Linked DNA regions of Salmo salar: region 2 is linked to region 1. The links are chromatin contacts, called in public Hi-C maps. All regions are on one chromosome and are shown on one strand. The core of a region is the stretch at or near the end of the contact, and the rest is flanking DNA. Distances in the headings are between cores, read along the strand shown.

Region 1 (2,843 bases), core at 233-2,732:
CTCAAACCTCTTCAGTGATCTGAGCGTTGACTTGTCTAACCTGAACTCAGATTATTTCAGTCAGTGGCGAAAGGGTGTGGCATGGTGGCAAGGTGCCCAACGTGTCTTGTTTCTCAGGCAGCCTCTGGCGTGATAGAAACCAGACAACCACACGAACGATAGGCCTAGTGTTCCCCTTGGATACAAGTCACCCGATTCATATCTCTCACGTTTCACTTCCCTCGGGTTCATGGTTACTCATCACACAAACACTATTCATTATTTACGACACGAAGGAGACAATGTAGAACATTTTCTACATTTATACAACTACATTTTACGGTACGAAACATTACCACCATTGCAGTAACACGTGTGGTTATAAAAGTGATATGGGTAAAAAAAAAAAAAAAAATGTCCTTGATTATTAAGTTTCACTGGAAAAAGTCCCAATAGCCTATGTAATTCAAGATTAATCTATACCTACCTTTTGGTACATATATACTCCTATACATATACCAACAAAGCTAGATACATGCAAGTGGTTTTGCTTTCAAATTAAAAGAGAAGCTTTAACTGAGAAACCCAACATTATTGTTGCATTGGGTAGGCCTACAGAATAACATCGTTCTATAGATGTAAATCGCGGTATAGCCATAGTGCTTGGCGATGGGCATGCTTGTGTTATGATCAGTCAACAGAGCATCATGTGCTCTACAAAGCGATCATGGCGTCCCCTCCTTTCATTTTTTGGGATCTGTGTATTCAATTACATCAAATTACATGGTTGCAACTATTTGGGGTCTTAAATGTTTCTTTATAAATCGAGAACTAAGATCCAGCGAGGGTAGCAAGCAACAACAAAGCAGCTATTTCGGGATTAGACAAAACATTTCCGCGCGTATCCTTTGTCAGTGAATGCAACCTCATGCAATCATAGGCTGCTCTAAACCTCGGCGTTATTTTGCTATGTATTTATGATGCTTACCCTTCATCCAGGTGACAAGTGGCTCCGCAGCTCGCCATCTTCGCCACCATTATGTGCCCTTTGAGGAACTTTCACTTTAGGTTTTGTTTTGGTCGTTTTGCCACCTTCGTGAGGTTCCGTTATAGCACCTGCCTGTATCTCTGTCAGCAATCATCTCATTTTAAAACTATACCTTAAAGACGACGTAAAACTCAGCGCAGCCCTCGTGGTTCACTTTGACATTGTTATGATTTACACATGTTTTTGTACGCATAATCAAAACTGTTTCTATTCAATAGGTCAAATATCATTTTACGTACAAAGTAATTTCGCCAAAAACAGAGATCTCAAACAAATACACTCTCCCATAGTAGGTTTAGGCTTAGCATTTGTAACATAGGCTAGTTTACCTAATGATAATCTAAATTTGAGTTTAGGAAAAAAATATGCTGATCTTACTACCATGTTTTCAATGGATGACTCATTGTCTACAATTACAAATGATTTACAAATCGCTGCACTAGCGCAGCCCTGGAGCAATACAAGTGTTCACAAACTGCTCAGTGGGAGGAGTATATTATCCCGCCTTTTAGTTTGGGTTTTTCATCTAAACAAGACGCATGGCTCTTCTGGGTTCCTTTCCCGTCAAGGCTGATCCATGACAACTGTCTGATTACGATGGGGGGGATCAAATATGTACCATAAGGAAGATTATCTGGCCGGCCAATATTATTTAAATTATTAAAGATGACTAAAGTTTACAGCTTTCATGCTCAAATACGGCTACTGATAGGGAAATTAAGTCATCCTGCTGCCTGCGTTGTATTAGATGGTCAGAACCTTTGATATACAGGCGTTACATTGTATATATTTCTCACAGTTTGTTTGTAACATCGTATCTTTCCAAAGTAGGTCACGTCAAAAGGTCACTTTTTTGCGGGAAAATATAAACCCGTAAGGCTGCATTTCACGAAATCAACCACTAGATACCGCAATCTACAATAAAAACAAAACAAAATTGCACTATCATGTTCTGTTGCCAATGAAGGTTCCAGTCAGCTATTACTTGATCACATGCCTGGGCGTTGCCAAAAACACTACCGGGCCCCTAACATAGAAATCAGAATGTTTCAGATTAAAATAACGTACTGAACAATGTGTTATTAAATGTACTAACTATAAGCTTCTCCTGCTCTATACTACAATTGTGCAGATTCTAGTTTCCACCTTCATCCTTTGCCTATATTAACAGTAATGCAAACATTTTTGGTTCCAAAAGCGGTCTGTGTCATGAGGTTTTTATGATGCTTTATTATAAATAACTACACAATTGGTGAATTATTTTTTCATATATGGTATTATAGTCAGTTCAAATGAAGAAATTACCAATGGTCCATATTTCAGATTAAAGAATGTATAACCAATTCTTACAAACAAGGCTAACCCTCTTCTTCCCTATGCATAATTCCTACATATATGCCTAAATAACATACCAAAAATAAAATATAAATTGTGAACTATGTGAGCTGCAGGCATAAATCTGGTACCTACAGAAAACAAGCATCTGTGAAACTGCAACTGTAGTGTCAAGACATTATGTGGGCATTCCTGAGTAAGTTCAACAGGAGATAAACCATTGCAGAAAATACTCTGAAACAGTATTTTGCCCATCCCCGGGCAGGGTTGGGTAGAACAGGTTAAGGCATTTGTCCTTGTGTTTGTTCCCTGTAAATAAAACTCAGGTTACACTGCACCAAGAGCCCAGTGCCAAGCCTTCTGAGCAAACTAATTTATGTCTTTAAAGTATAATTTTCTAGCTAACTGGTTTTCAGTTGAAAGGATGGCAAGGCTGTTCAACCGGTCTTGGCACATTGTAGATCTTAGATAGTTCTTCATA
Region 2 (2,817 bases), core at 161-2,660, 170 kb after region 1:
GAAGAGCCTACTCATTTTGGTGGCAGGCTGCACTGAACTAACTGTACAAGAGCAGTTTGTTCAATTGGCACCTCAAGTTAGATTGCTCACGTGATGCTGCCCAACACCTGAGTGACACTATTCTTGTTGAAATAATATTGACAGTTTAGCGGTCTGACCAGGTCTAGAATGATATTTCGCTTAAAGGTGTTGATTAATTTGGATTTATTACGAAATTTAGGCTACAAGTGTTAACTTCCTATTTGTGCGGCACTGTTGGCAATGTACAACAATAGACATAGCTTGTAACATAGTAGCCTATAACATGGACATCGTTCACACGTAATATTTCTGGCATAAATAATATCTTAATTACCAAAATAAAAGCATTGAGACACTAAAAACGCTGCCGGAAGTTTTTGCTTTTGGAAGAAAACAGTGATGCCAGTATAGGCTGGAAAATAGAACCGAGTCAAAATTCGCCCAATGCTGAAAAATGGCAAAAGAACGTTGGCTAAGCAGGAACACTAGCGAGCCCATAGCAAATGGTGGAATCGAACGATCGCAGAGCCTGTTTTGACTGGAGTGACGCTGAATTTCGCCTAAATAGCAAATACCAAATAATTTATACCTTTTTATTTTACCACTACAATCTGTTCTTTGGACTTAAGACATAACTCATGTAGAAAGTCAACATCCGCACATTGATGGTGCCAAGTGTGCTTATGTCTGCATATCGAGGTAGGGAAAAAAGTGAACTTGACTATTTCTGGTCTAGCGATCGATGACAGCAAGAGTACGCTGCCAAACTCTAATTAGAAAGAGATCATCCTGATTAACAAATGGTGTCCGACTTAAAATAAAAAAAAAGCGAGATATTGGCTAAATAGACACATGCATACATGTCCCTATAGTGAACAATGGGATCTCAGAGTTGCATGAGGAAATGTGTTGTTTGCATTTGAACTACGAGCAACGTGGGCAGCAGGCATTGTGACGTGGAACAACAAACTGGGAATAGAACGTTCCGAATGAGAGTAGGTTCCACGGTGCTCAATAGAACTAATAGGAGCTGGCATTGTGAAACATGCCCTAAAATAAGGCATGTTTTTTCGTAATTACTTCCAACTACGGCAAGCAGCTGGGACATATGGTAATATTATGAAACTGGGCTCCACGGCGGATGCAAATAACTAGTTATCAGAAAAAAACACTGTTAAAAACGTAGTGTCCAGCCTACCAGTATCTGCCTGACACAGCTGGTTATTTGGGCTGCATTTCAACGAGGTTACTGTGCATTTTTAATCAAACTCAAAACGGTTTCAAACTTGGATCGATCATTTCAAAGTACAGTATGTTATTTTTAAAACTCACGATGCCCGGACTTCGCGAATAAGTGCAGAAGATCCCGATCCGTCCTCGGTTTGGTCCCTGACTATAGTATCTCAGTGCGCATGCGAATTACAACAGCCTATTTCCAATCATGTGCCTGCCTCTAAGAAACTTGAAATCAAGTGCACTGGTAAAGCAACCAAAAAGGTGAGATACCCAATGGCTTGACGATACTAATCTTGAAAAAACGTACACGAAAAACTTAGAAATCAATCAATCCGCCATCATTAACAAAATGGATAATCTAATATTTTATTTGATAGCCTGAGCGACCGAGAAAAACGAATTGATACAATTTATGGGCAAGTGGCAAAATCATGCAGGCTTTAGGGATGGAGGCGTGAGCATGCGTGTCTGGGTAGATAAGATGTTTATGTAGAAAAAAATATATACACTTATGCTTAACTTCTTTCACCATAGCACTGCATCAAGGACGTTATTTTTGACAAAGATATTGAAATGCCAGATCTGATCCTAAATGAAACCTCTGAGGCAACAACACAAAAAGACAGACCATACCTGTAGGTTTCACTATTTATTTTCTTGAAGACAACCTAGCCTGTAGATCCAACTCAACAGGATAACCAACTTCTTCCATTCCATTTATTTTTTTGAAACCACATCTTTGCTAACAAGGAATGCTGCTGCTGCTAAAAAAAAAAAAACCTATGTTCAACAGAAAGGAAAGATTGTGCACCTAAATGGAAAAGAGGGGGAAGGAGCAAGGGGTTGGGAGGTACTGCAAACTTGTTCATGAGTTTTAGATTAAGGAATAAGGCTCAACATGTATAATTGAGACACCTTGTCGAGGCTAGGGGGTCCAATCCCCGATACTTACCTTTCCCCAACTCAGGGGTGCCTCAACATCAGAGGCAGAACAATTATTGCCCCCCCTTAAAAAAAAATGTTTCTCAAATTCACTAAAATGGCTCAACATGAGTTGATCATGGCTACAACTGAATATAAAACAAGATTGTGGTTGGATGATGCATATTGTTGGTGTTAGCAGGTATGATTTGAGTCTAACCACACCTTTTGAACGACTTCAGGCCTCTCACTCTGCAGTACATGTGCAAAACTGTTCAGATTAATCTTCAAATCAGAAATTTAGGTCAGTAGGGGAGGGGGAGACATGTAACATTTAAAACAGCACAGTTTACAAAAAAATAATAATTACTGTGTACACAGCCTAAAGAAACAAAAAAAAAAATGTTTTAATTAACTGTGCTATAGTTTAGTACATGCAAAGGTTATGAATCGATGTTACATAACTGCCATTTTTCATTTCCCCTTATGATAAGTCAAAGCTCAAAGCTATGGCAACAATACTGCAAAGCAGTGATTTTTGCTTCAAGAGAAAGAAAAAAACATTAAATCATGCTAGGGGAGTATATAAGTCATTTGGTTGACAATAGTCATGTCAGAATTTCACAGCATCAAACCCAT

What was found. A called contact is a pair of places that touch in the nucleus more often than the background predicts.
Region 2: a Hi-C map of gill shows a contact between it and region 1, with 2.0 times the contacts expected there. The contact joins the promoter of LOC106612909 here to the promoter of si:dkeyp-97b10.3 in region 1. A contact is called at or near these places in 2 of 3 Hi-C or Micro-C datasets (gill and muscle).

Annotation. Positions count from the first base shown.
Region 1 is chrssa09:125,385,925-125,388,767 of Ssal_v3.1, forward strand. si:dkeyp-97b10.3 reads right to left here and starts at 1,483. Exons shown (of 17, transcript XM_014214254.2): 1 at 968-1,483. The coding sequence starts at 1,017.
Region 2 is chrssa09:125,558,006-125,560,822 of Ssal_v3.1, forward strand. LOC106612909 (tripartite motif-containing protein 59) reads right to left here and starts at 1,411. Exons shown (of 2, transcript XM_014214569.2): 1 at 1,354-1,411. kpna4 (karyopherin alpha 4 (importin alpha 3)) reads right to left here. Exons shown (of 17, transcript XM_014214567.2): 17 at 1,894-2,817.